2 separate regions of the Gossypium arboreum genome follow, and region 2 is linked to region 1. Evidence: chromatin contacts called from public Hi-C data. All regions are on one chromosome and are shown on one strand. Each heading gives the region's core, a stretch centred on a gene start, on an enhancer-like site or on the middle of the called end of the contact. The rest is flanking DNA. Distances are from core to core; before and after follow the strand shown.

Evidence for each region. A called contact is a pair of places that touch in the nucleus more often than the background predicts.
Region 2: a Hi-C map of leaf shows a contact between it and region 1, with 3 times the contacts expected there. The contact joins the promoter of LOC108458221 here to the enhancer-like site in region 1. A contact is called at or near these places in 3 of 5 Hi-C or Micro-C datasets (all in leaf).

Annotation. Positions count from the first base shown.
Region 1 is chr9:64,548,551-64,554,497 of ASM2569848v2, forward strand. It overlaps LOC108457834 (protein CHUP1, chloroplastic-like), which reads left to right. Exons shown (of 6, transcript XM_017756999.2): 6 at 1-71. It also overlaps the pseudogene LOC108459763. Among protein-coding and RNA genes, the nearest start is that of LOC108457834, 6.4 kb to the left of the region's middle. Within about 2 kb of position 2,726, at least 2 of the 2 cell types and tissues checked have an H3K27ac peak or open chromatin away from gene starts, as enhancers often do. A contact at or near this core is called in leaf, where this site is marked.
Region 2 is chr9:64,615,391-64,621,687 of ASM2569848v2, forward strand. LOC108458221 (protein MALE DISCOVERER 2-like) reads left to right here and starts at 2,323. Exons shown (of 14, transcript XM_053019331.1): 1 at 2,323-3,016; 2 at 3,730-4,281; 3 at 4,423-4,555; 4 at 4,764-4,835; 5 at 5,024-5,167; 6 at 5,251-5,394; 7 at 5,955-6,056; 8 at 6,158-6,210. The coding sequence starts at 4,266.

The DNA of each region.
Region 1 (5,947 bases), core at 1,476-3,975:
CATTACTAAGTGCATAACCCCGATCCAACAGTTAAATTTATTAATATAATTTCACTTGTTATGCATATAAATTTTAAATCGATTCGATATCTCTATTTATCGATATAAAATATTACATATAAATACATCATTAATGGTTCAATACTTTTTTAAATATAATAATTGAACTATTAGTAGTATAATAAATTTTGCAAGTTTGTATCCCTATTTATATGTATGTATGTAGCAGATTTTCAATTTAGTAAGAATTTTCAATTATTTCGAGTTTTCCCATTTAGATTTAACAGTTAAATTTAGATTAATTTGAATTATTTATTCGAATCATTTAGCATTCGTATTTTTCAGATTTGAATTATATTAAAGTTCAGGAAAATTAATTATTAATTTTTTATAATCGAGTTAAATAGATCGAATAATAGGGTTTACGTGATAAATGACACGTCTATTTGCATCATAGTGAGTCTAAGGCATACGCTGGGCAAGCATGGCTTTGTATTCGATATTTGGTTAGATGGTATATTTATCCTTTTTAACCCTTAGTAAAATTAGTATTTCAGTTTAATCCCATTTAACCCTTCAATTAAATAGAAAAATTATATTTTTAGCTCTTAAAATACTATTTCAATCATTTTAATACAACATTTTTACCTTCGCTCTCGAAATATTTTAGTTTCATCTTCATCTTTCTAAAAGAAAATTTCTAGCTTCATCTTTGTATTGAGTTTTTAGAGCTTATCAAATTTGTGTATTTGCATATAGGGGTGAGCATTCAATCGAACTGAGTGAAAAGGTTTTAAGTTAATCAAGTGGACAAGTCTTATTTTATTATTCTAACTCAATTTGAAATTTTTTCGAATTGAGTCAAGTGAAATGAAATTCAAATTGAGTCGAATTGAGTAAAATTAAAAATAGAACATGTCAAATTAAAATCTTGTTAATATAACTAATTCTATGTTAGAGTACGTAAATTTGAAATCATATATATATTTGAAAAAATTTTCAAAACAAAATAAGAGTATGATAAACTTAAATCATTAATTAACTTATTTAGGTTCCAAAATTATTATCTTAGAATTTTTTATAAATTTAACTTTCTTTATATATTCTTTATATTTTTATAATTTTTTACAAAAATAAATTTTAGAATCTTTATAAATATTTTGAATTTTTGAAAAATATTTTGATTTATTTTGTAATTTTTGTTAAAAGACACCAACTTGTTTATTTTCAAAATTGATAGGGACCAAAGGGTATTTACACCAATATGTTATTTGAGCTATTGGAATTATGCTAATTATTCAAATTGTAGAATTAAACTTGATTCGAACTCAAATTTCAAAATACTTATTTGAGTTGACTCGAAAAAAAGAAATAACTTAATTCGATTAACTTGAAATTTGAATTTTTTTTCAAATTGAGTTTTGCTCATCCCTATTTGCATGTGTGGACGTTTGTGTCCAACATATGAGGTTAGATTTAGATCGAAAAAAATATCACGATTTTGTCAATAAAGATAAAAAAATCTCATAATTTTATCATATAAAAAATTATTAAATGAAAACTAAATGAAAACTTTCACCACCGCCATGAATGTACAAATTACATGTATAAAAAATAATAAAAGATTCATAAATTCAATGTTGCCGCCATTGTTGAAAGCTTTCACATGAATAGAGCAGCATATAGAAGGTGGTTCCATGTATCAGGCAAACCAGGAAGACACCAATGGCTACAATCATTGCCCGAAAGACCGCCATAAGTGGAAGGATGAGCATCTTTTCTCAGTTGCGATAGTGTTGTAATATCCAGCAAATACACCGGATTCTTCATCGTCCCCAAAACTTTGTTCACGACAGCCGCCGCCGGTGGAGCCCCCGCCGGGTATGTTGGACCGGAAAGTGGCTCCAGTTCTCCGTTACAGTTCTTGTTTGGTTGGTTCCATTCCCTGCCCCTGGTTTCATATAAGCACACAATCAAGATTTTTTAAGCTTAACCGAGTTTTCGATCCAAGATCAAAAAGGAGGGCCCGGTTGGTTTTGAATCGGGTCAACTAGAATTTTAAAATTTCCGAATATTATTTTTGGTATAATTATATGATTTTTCATCTGTTCTAAGTATAGTCCTGTTTGGACCGGATAGTATTTAGATAAAATCCTCTCAATAATATTAACTTCAAGATTTAAATTTGGTCCGAATGTCTGAGGAAAAAAATTCACTTCCACTTCTTCCAATTAATTAGATTTTTGAGTTGACCAATTCTTTTATTTGTCTTTCAAGTTTGACACTTAATTTTAGATCTAGGCTCACGTTACTTCAAATTCAAGTTATGTTAGGTTTGAGTAATTTTGAGATTGAATCTTTTTGTATTCAAGTCATTTTCGAGTTTGTATTGACTATGATCAAGTTGATGGCTTTTTATGATTAAATTAGGTTAGGTTGGATTGGATTTAAATTTAGGTTAATGAAATTAAATTTTGAGTTCAAGCAAAAATTAACGACGGTAGTTTACATATTATTTTGAGACTTGATTATGATTAATAAGGTCTAATCAAACTCTAATCAAGCATACCGAAATATTAAGATTGTTGGGGGGGTCGAACCCCCTAACACATCAAATATTATTCTTGATTGTGAGGGGTTGGGGGTAGAGAAGAGGTGTCTTCCAATTATATTGAGAGCCTAAACTAGTTCAAAGAGTGACTTTGTCAATAGACTAATATACTTAGTTAAAAGAAAGAACTATTTGAGTTGCATGTTAATATTGTTGAGGGTCAGACCCTAACATATCAAGTATTAGTTTTAGTGGGGAGTTTTGTTTCTTGACTTTGCTAATGGAATGAGTAGATTCATAGAGTGAAATACCAAAAAATTTGAGTATCTAAAAAAACAAAAAGTTCACACAACGAGAAAGCCTCAAAAAAAGGTCTAAAAAGACTAATATTTGACTCGTAGTAATTCAAAACCACTCAAATTTAAAACTTAATAATCACCTAATCGAATTCAAAATTTTCAAAACAAAATTCGATTAGTTTGGAACTTACTCGTAATGGGTGGGAGAAATGCCTTGGAAGAAGACTTTGGTGATGTTAGGATCCACATTGTTGTCTACCCAATTAGCCCAAGTTGTAAGCCCTTTGTTGAATGCCACCAAACGGTCCATATCTTCGTATACTTCAGACCCATCTCTAATATAATCCCATCTACATAAAAACAAAACTTTACAATCATAATTATAACAATCAGATTGATTTCATATAATGATGGAAAATTAGATGATAGGTATCGTACGCTTGAGATTGTCCTTTGTGGGTCCACCAATGCCACGTGTTGAAAATCAGGAGGTCCATCCCTTTCCATGCATTGCCTCCATTGATGGAGCCTAGATTAAGCACTGCACCAACGGTTTCTCTAACTATATCTACTAAGTATGGTGTTCTATACATATACAGAGTCACTCCATAATCCTGCATAAAGTTATTATTTGTTTGTTTCAATGTTTTAAAAACCGGATCAGAAGTTTCATCCAAAAAAATGATCAGAAATTAAATTGATGATAATTTCGATTTTTAATTCAATAGATTATATTAGTTGTTATATTAAAATCATAATTTAAAGTTAGTGATGCGAATTTTAAAAAAATTATTTGGTCGCACAGTTATAGCCGCAAAAAATCCGATTGAGCATACTTAATTAATATTAAATTTACATGTTAACTTATTATTGTTTAAAGTTATTTATAAAAAAATTATGTTATCACTTTTAACAATAATATATAGTTTTATTAATTTGAACCTACTAATGACATTATAGTAGAGAGTTGACCAACACTAATTAGAGTAGAGACTAAATTCTTTAAAATAAAAGTAGGGACTAAATTCTAAAAGTATAATGATAAATTTAATCCTAAATGTCTACATTTTTCATCGATTTGGCCCTTATTTGTTTTTTGGAGATAAATTTGACCATATTACTTGTTTTTCCTTAACAAAAATGTTGACTAAAATATTAAATTAATATTGATGTGGCAACTTGTGTGACAATCCATGAACACTTAATGCTATCATGACACTATTTGTCTTATATGTAATGTCAACAAACAATTTAAGAATTATAAAAAAATAGCATGAAATACACATGGATTACCATACAGGTTGCTATATTTAAAATTTTGACATTTTAGTTGGTATTACCGTTAAAAAAATTATTTCAACTTTTTTTTTAAAAAAAAATGTTGATGGATAAATTTGACTTTTTTATTTTTTTATTTTTTTAAGTTTGAGGGCTGAATTCAACTAAAAAAGAATTAGAGTCAAATTGATAAAAGATACAAACATTTAAGAGCTAAATTCGAAATTATGCCGATTTGAAATTAAAGCATATTTTAAGCAATACTAAAATAATTAAAAACAGACACAGATTCAATGTGCGAAAAACACACTAAACGAAAGACAAAGGGTCTCTCCTCACATATGTGGTCTTGGAATTAGGCACCGATGCTTGAACCATACATGCCAGTGATTCCCACATGTTCAAACTCAGTGAGTCACCCACAAACATTATTTTCTTTCCCTTCAATTTTCCCAGAAAATTCACCCCATCAAATCTAACAATAAAAGGAAAAAAAAAAAACCAATCTTCCTCATTAAAACTGTCAACAAATATAAAAATAAACATGAAAAGAAAAAACCAAAGGAACTCCTCTGAGGTTAAGTGATAAGGAGCTTCGTAGAGTTTTATCAACCCGATAGGGTTAAACCGAATATCGAAAAGTGAGATAAAAGAAAGTATACCTTGGCAAGTTGCAAGAGTCAGGTTTCCATGAATATTGAAGGAACTGTTTCTTGTCTACCATATTTAAGACAATCAAATTCAGAATCTATGAAGGGACATTGTGAAGAATTATAGAAAGGATATGAAGAAAGATCCAAAACCCATTTTCCTTGAAACAGATTACATCCATTCTTGGCTTGTTTTCTACCTTTGATATTATAACTCACATTGTAATAATGTCGGCTTCCACTTGTTTCTTGCATTAACATAACCCAAACTAAAGGGAATAAACTCAACAGGGTTTTGAAACTGAAACCCATGTCGGATTTTTTTTTTTTTTTTTGTGATGAATCTCTCAAGAAAGGAAAAACAAATCCTAGCTTTGATACGAAGAATAAAATGCTATAAAACCCAAAGCTTTTAACCCTAAACCCTATATATATATTAAAATACATCATAAGTTACGTAATTTTGAGAATTTAAAATATAACAATTTTATTATTATACAAACATATAGTTTTATAAAAAAATTAAAAGCTAAACGAGAAATCTGCCATTTGGGGAGGCCACTGCGTGCCTCCCTTTTCATTCGCTCTTGGTTATAATTAGTTTAAATTTAATTAAAATTATTAACAATGTTAATAATTATATCTAAATTATAAAATATAAAAGTAAATTTTCTAAGAGTATATTGACTTATACCATATTTTAACAAATATATATTGAATGCGGTAGACAATGCGAGATGAAAGGTAGGGTAGGACTGCCTGGTGGCTTCACGTGCTGGAATAAGCTAAAGGAAATTGAATTTAAAAAAAAAAAAATTCTCCAGGATTTTTTTTTTTTGAAAAAAACTAAGGATTAAATTACCCAAACCCCCTTTTTTTTTTTTTAATTACTGGAATAGGTCGATTTTTGGAATTTTTTTAGGAATTGGTTGATTTAGGGCACTTTTAGTTGGAAGCATTTTCGGGAGAAATCTAGAAAAATGCTTCCAGTTGAAAGCGCTTTTTGCATGTCACCAGTAAAACGCTTCCAGCTGGAAGTATTTTTTTTCGTGTTATATTTGGGGTTTTAGAGTTGTTAGGGCTCTTAGTTTTTAGGGTTTAGGATTTTAAATTTTAAATTGATTAAATTTTTAACATAATAATTGTAATTATCGAATTCGATAATTAAA
Region 2 (6,297 bases), core at 1,073-3,572, 66 kb after region 1:
GTTCAATCGAATTGAGTGAAAATTTTTGTGTTGATCGAGTTGATGACTCCTATATTATCATCCTAACTTGATTTGAAATTTTTTCGAATTGAGTCGAATAAAATAAAATTCGAGTCGAAACGAATTGAGTGAAATTGTTCAAATTAAATTAAAAGATTAAACATGTCAAATTAAAATTTTGTTACAAAGATAACTAATTCCATGTTGGAGCACATAAATTTGAAACTATATATATTTGAAAATTTTTCAAAGTAAAATAATAATTATAAAAAGATACTTTAGCATGATAAACTTGAATTATTTATCAACTTATTTAGGTTCCAAAATTATTATCTTAGAAAATTTTTAATATTTTAACTTTCTTTAACTTTTTAAAATTATTATAATTTTTTAAAAATATAAATTTTGGATTTTTATAAATATTTTGAATTTTGAAAAATTATTTTGAATTTTTTTATAATTTTTGTTGAGAGAGAGATTAATTTGTTCGTTTTCAAAATTGATAGGGACCAAAAGAATATTTACACTATTGTTATTCGAATTGTAAAATTCAACTCGATCTAACTTGAAACTCAATTATTATTCGAGTTAATTTCAAATTTTAATTGATATTTTTAAATTGAATCAAGTTTTGTTGAACCATAATTTAACTAACTAATTAAAAATAAAACATTTACATCACAGGGTATTCCTAGTTTAAACTATTTCGAATCTCAGTACTTATAATACTTAAATTCTAAATTTTGTTATAAAGATTTAAACCCTAAAAATTTAAAATAAGCAAAAAAAGAAAAGAAAAAGAAAAGAAATTGAACAAAGAAATCGTGGGAGGCCACCAAAAGAAACAGAGAGAATTTCGAAAGTATTTTTAATTATAGACTCTCAAATTTCCAATAAAATTTATAGGTCAAATCATAGCTTTAATCCTCTATTATACTTTAATTTAATATTTAGTCCTTATATTTTAATTTTGACATATTCCGTACCTCTACTTTTTATATATCATTAGTTAATATAAACAGTTAACACTGTTAACTAAATTGGTTAAAATATATATTTTTTTGAAAGGTAAATTTATTAATTAATTCAATTAATGAAACCATACAATTCAGAGAAAAAAATAGCCAACACTCATTGTAGATGGTGAAGAACAAGCTCCATCAACACAACAAATGTTTTAGCTTCAGTATCAATAAAACATTATGACACATTGACAATTGGCATTGTCACAACTTAAGCACGATGTATCATTGTCACAACTCAAGCACGATGTATCTAGAGTGATTGCAATCATTTAATACGACAAAGAAATCAACCCCGGATGGTCCAAAGCGGCGAGTAAAAATCGATTAAAGAATCTAGCACTCACCAAACTAGAGAGGACGTCAACAAAATCATCCCTAAAATCACTTCTAAAACTAAGATTACATGCATAAGTAAGATTAAAAAATGTGCTATAAGAGCAAACAAAATTTTCTAAAACTGAAGATTTATTGAACAACGGAAAAGCAAATAAAAAACATATAAAACTTAAGACAACACGAGTCCAAATCGACACTTGAAATTATTTATTATTCTAAAATACTTTCAAATAGAAACTGATTAAGAAGTTGATGAAGAGCCACCCATTTTCTAAGAAAAATTACTGGTGGCCGGTGGAGTTTTAGCGAACGGTAAGCATCATCATCTGTCCATCACAACTTGTGAAGATAAAAAAGATACCCACTGCAAGCTGAAAAGAGAGAAGACGTGTGTGGTGAATGAGAAGAATAAAGAAATAAATGGTTGATGGGAGAGGAAAAATGAGGGAAATAGCCCGCCCAGAGGCTGGCACCGCTGCTGAGTAAAACAAATGGCTTGGAGAAAAAAAGAGAAAGTTTTTTAATTGATTGAAATATTAAATTGGAATATTTTTTCTTAAAAATATATTTCCAATAAAAAATCAATTTCAATATGACAAGTCTAAAAAGTATTTAAAAGAAAAACTCAAATATTTTAATTAAAATAATTATCAACATTAATTGTTTAGACTAACTAATTACATCGTAAAAATATAGGATCAAATTATCTAAAAAAAGTAGGGACTAAACATTAAATCTGAACATGATAGATGGACTAAAACCAAAATTTGACCTAAAAATTTATATCTTTAAATCATTGTTAGAAAGAGGGACGCACGCAAATCGTGGGCCAGTCAAAGGTTTAACAAAAAAAAATTTAATTAGATAATTTTTTTTTAAAAATAGAAAAAGCGCGTCCGACAATAACGGAAGTGGGGCCCACCACCACCGTTCTTCAAAATAAAAATTTTTAATTTTTGTGGGGGCCACAGTTGACAGTTAGTCATCCCCCTTAATCCTTCCCGCCATTACTTATCAACAACAGTAATTATTACGTATTTTAATTAATTAATTAATCAAAAATAGCAAATGTTAATTAAAAAAATTTTGAGGGGTAAAAAAAAAGGGGTAAAACAGAACACAGCTTGTAGGGGTGGCTGGTGGGGCCCTCAAGCTCCAACTAATGATAGAAATTAAAAATTAAAAATAAAAAAACAAAATTTTTAAAAAAATAAAGAAAAATCTCTGGAATTTTTTTTTAAGAAAAAACAAAAACAAAAACAAAAGAAAAAGAATTTTACAACAAAGCCTCCATTGATGAGAAAAAAAGAGCAATGATGGTCGAAGAGAAGGAATTACTGCTCTGAGATCATCCTGGAAAAAAGGGCAGTAATAGAAAAAAATCTGGGTTTTTTGTTTTTTTTAAATTGTTTTTTATTTATCTAATTTTAATTTCAAAATATATTTTTTTGCATATTTTTTTCTTTGCTGCCTTTTTTTTTTTTCTTTTGAGTTCAAATCTCCCATCAAAAACCTCTTTCTCCACCATTACCTTCCATTTCCCCCTCCCACCTATCAAATACATTTTTCATTTTTTCTGAGAGAATCCCATTATTATCATTGCAACAGCTGCTTCAAACCAGGGATAAAGATTTGATCTTTCTGCACCTTTTATGGTAATTCAACTCTTCATTTTTTTTTTTTTTAGTTTATATTCAATCATATCTCTACATTGCAATTCTGGGTTTTGAATGTGGTGAAATTGATGTTGCAGTGTTTTTCTTTCCTTTTTTTTCTTTTTGTGTATTGGATTAAGCTTTAATGAGAATTAAGAACATGGTGGATTGTTATGATACTACATTGTAATTCTACGATACGGGTGGTGATGTCGGTATTGCAGTTTTTATTTCATATTGTGGATTGTTACAATACTACATTGCATTTCTACAATATGGGTGGTGAAGTTTGGTACTGTATAGTTTATTATGAATTATGATTAAATTAAGCTAATGGCAACCACGAAGCGTTGCATGGTGATGGCTCATTTCGTCTCTTAATCTGAAAGTCGAGGGCTTGATTCTTGATAGAGGACGTTTCGTGTCAAGCTGTTTCCCCCTTAATGAGAGGATTAGTAATTGCTGCCGGAGGAGGATATTAAGCTATAATGGCAAACCAATGAATTATGAGAATAAGGGATTATTAGGTTACAAATTTCAAGTGATTTATGTATTTGGGGGTGAAGGGGTTCTTCACCCTTTAAATCTATAGCTTTAGAGAGAGTGTTTGTGTGTCATATATAATTTTGTAGACCCTTTTTTGCCTTTATTAGACTGCTTGCTCTCAAAGTCATTCTCATGTTTTTTGCTTTTGTTTCTTTTCTTTTTTTCAGCTTCTCTGGAGATTGTAAGGAGAAGTCAAGCTTTCAAAAGTTGATAATTAACATGTACATGTTAAGGGTGTTGTAAGATCAAATTTAAAACAGAAAAAATGAGGGATCCCGATATGATGATTGTCACCGAAGGCGGCGAATTTACATTTGTTTGTAATATATTTTTGTAATAGCATTAAAAAGAGAAAAAAAAAACAAGGATAAAAAAGATTGCTTTTGTTTCAAGTTTTCTTGTTCAACAAAAAGGAGCGTAGAGATTCTTTTTTTGTTGTTTTTTCCCGGTGTTGGTGTGTCATTTTGTTTATTGTAGAGTGAGTTTTCAGAAAGAGTTTGGTGTTTTGTATTAAGGGGAAAAAAACCTGGCGATTTCGTATAGCGTTGTGGCTGTTGGCAGATGTCTTTGCTACCTCGGCCATTGCAGCGTTTGGCTTATAAAGAAATGGGGGATAGATGGAAACAAATTGGATTCAATTTGTTGAGCTTTTTGTTCTTGATTCCAAGTTTCATGATTGAAGGGTCTTTGGCCATTAACTCTGATGGTAATTCCTTCTGGTATTTCTGTTTGATTCTTTTCTTTTCTTTTTTTTCATTTTCATTTATGAATCATATTCAATTCAATCATTTGTTTTCTTTTTCGTTTTCCTATTGTTTTACTTTGTTTTCCTTTGATTTTAATTGGATTTCGAGATGAAGGTTTGGCTTTGTTAGAATTTCGAGCCAGAATTGACTCTGATCCTTATGGTGCGTTTGCAAATTGGAATTCCAATGATAGCTCTCCATGCTTGTGGTGGGGAGTTCATTGTGTCGATGGTAAAGTGCAAATGCTGTAAGTCCCTCTTATATATACATACATACATATATATGTACTCTTTGTACTTGTTCTTCATTGGATAGTAAAATAGAGTTTAGCATGTCACTGGCCTAACAAATTGAGTAATGAGCTTAATCACAGATTTTTTAGTTTAGAACCTGTTTATGGTGTAAACTGTGAATGGATGAATCTCTTAATGCCATTTTTGTTGTTTGCTTTTTAGGGATTTGAGTGCCCTTTCTTTGGAAGGAACATTGGCACCAGAGCTGGGGAAATTAAGCAACTTAAGATCACTGTAAGGATTCATCATCTTTGCGGCTAAATAAGTGGGCTTTTCTATGTTTTTATCTGAAATTGTTTATCTACTTGAACTCGGGTCTCTTGTAATCTTGTTGTACTCGTGTCTGATACTCATATCTGACATATATTCAAACATATTTTTAGTGCTTACTTGGGGTTTTTCTTGCTGCTGATATTTAACAGTGTGCTCTATAAAAACCATTTCTCCGGTGCCATTCCAAAAGAGTTTGGAGAGCTTACGAAGCTGGAGCTACTGGATTTGAGGGAAAATGACTTGGGTGGAACAATTCCAGCAGAAATAGGAAAAATGTTGTCTCTAAAACGCTTGTAAGTCATGTTTTTTATGTTTTATTCCGTGTGTTATGCTTTGTCCTTGTTTTTAGCTTTAACTAAACTACCTTACACCTTAGGTTACTTTGTGACAACAAGTTGGAGGGCAGCATTCCTTCGGATCTTGGGAGACTAAACTTGCTCTCCAAACTGCAATATGATGAAAACCTTACATCGACGTCAGCTACCGGAATTGGCTGCATAAATAGGAAGTTTGGACTGTGGTAAGAGCCATATTCATTGTTGTTCAATCCTCTCCCCTTATCCCATAAATAAATGTATCCACCCACAATGCAGTATGTATGCTACAACACCATCATAGCTCTTATCCCATTGTGTTTTTGTTGATATTATGCATATGGCATGAACTTGACAATATATGTTTCTAAAAGCAGATTCATTTCCGAGGTTCATTGGCCTAAAATTTCGTTTAATGCTTAGTTTTATAAGGTCTAATATTATCTTCCTTTAATACCATTTGATATGCCTATATCTTTGGCCTTTGTTGGCAACTAAACTGTTAGTTCTAGTGCTTATGACGATTCCGGATTTGTGGAATCACTCATTTTCTGCCTCATTCTGCTGTTTGAGTTCATATTCGGCAAAAAGATAGAGAGATAACCTCTGTTTGATATTTCTATGAAGGAATTTAACTTAGTGACATTTTGCTGGGATATCAGACTCGATTCTGTTAAATGTTCTTCCTGTTTTGCAATGATTAACTAAACCTATTAAGAGTTATAGCCTTCTAGTTTCCTAATTACTTAATTGCCTAAGTTGACAGCCTATGGCAAAGCAGTTTGAAACAACTGAGCAGAATGGGTTCATTGCTCATGCCGATTAAAGGCACACTTATACGTTACCTCAATGCGTTGCCATTACCACAGTACGAACTTATCATATATCCTTTTTTTAATGTCTTATTCGTATTGTTGATTATGTTATTTCTTAAATTCTCCTTGTTTACGTGGTTTACCTTCTTACAAGGCAAAAGGACTCGCTGGCCGAGCATCAAGACGATTGCTGCAGTGATGTGCCTGGTGAGCAAAATACAATTTACTGAATCTCAGTCCATTGGAAAATCGAGTATGGTTTCCAGGAAAATGAATGACATTGTTTTGCTTAAA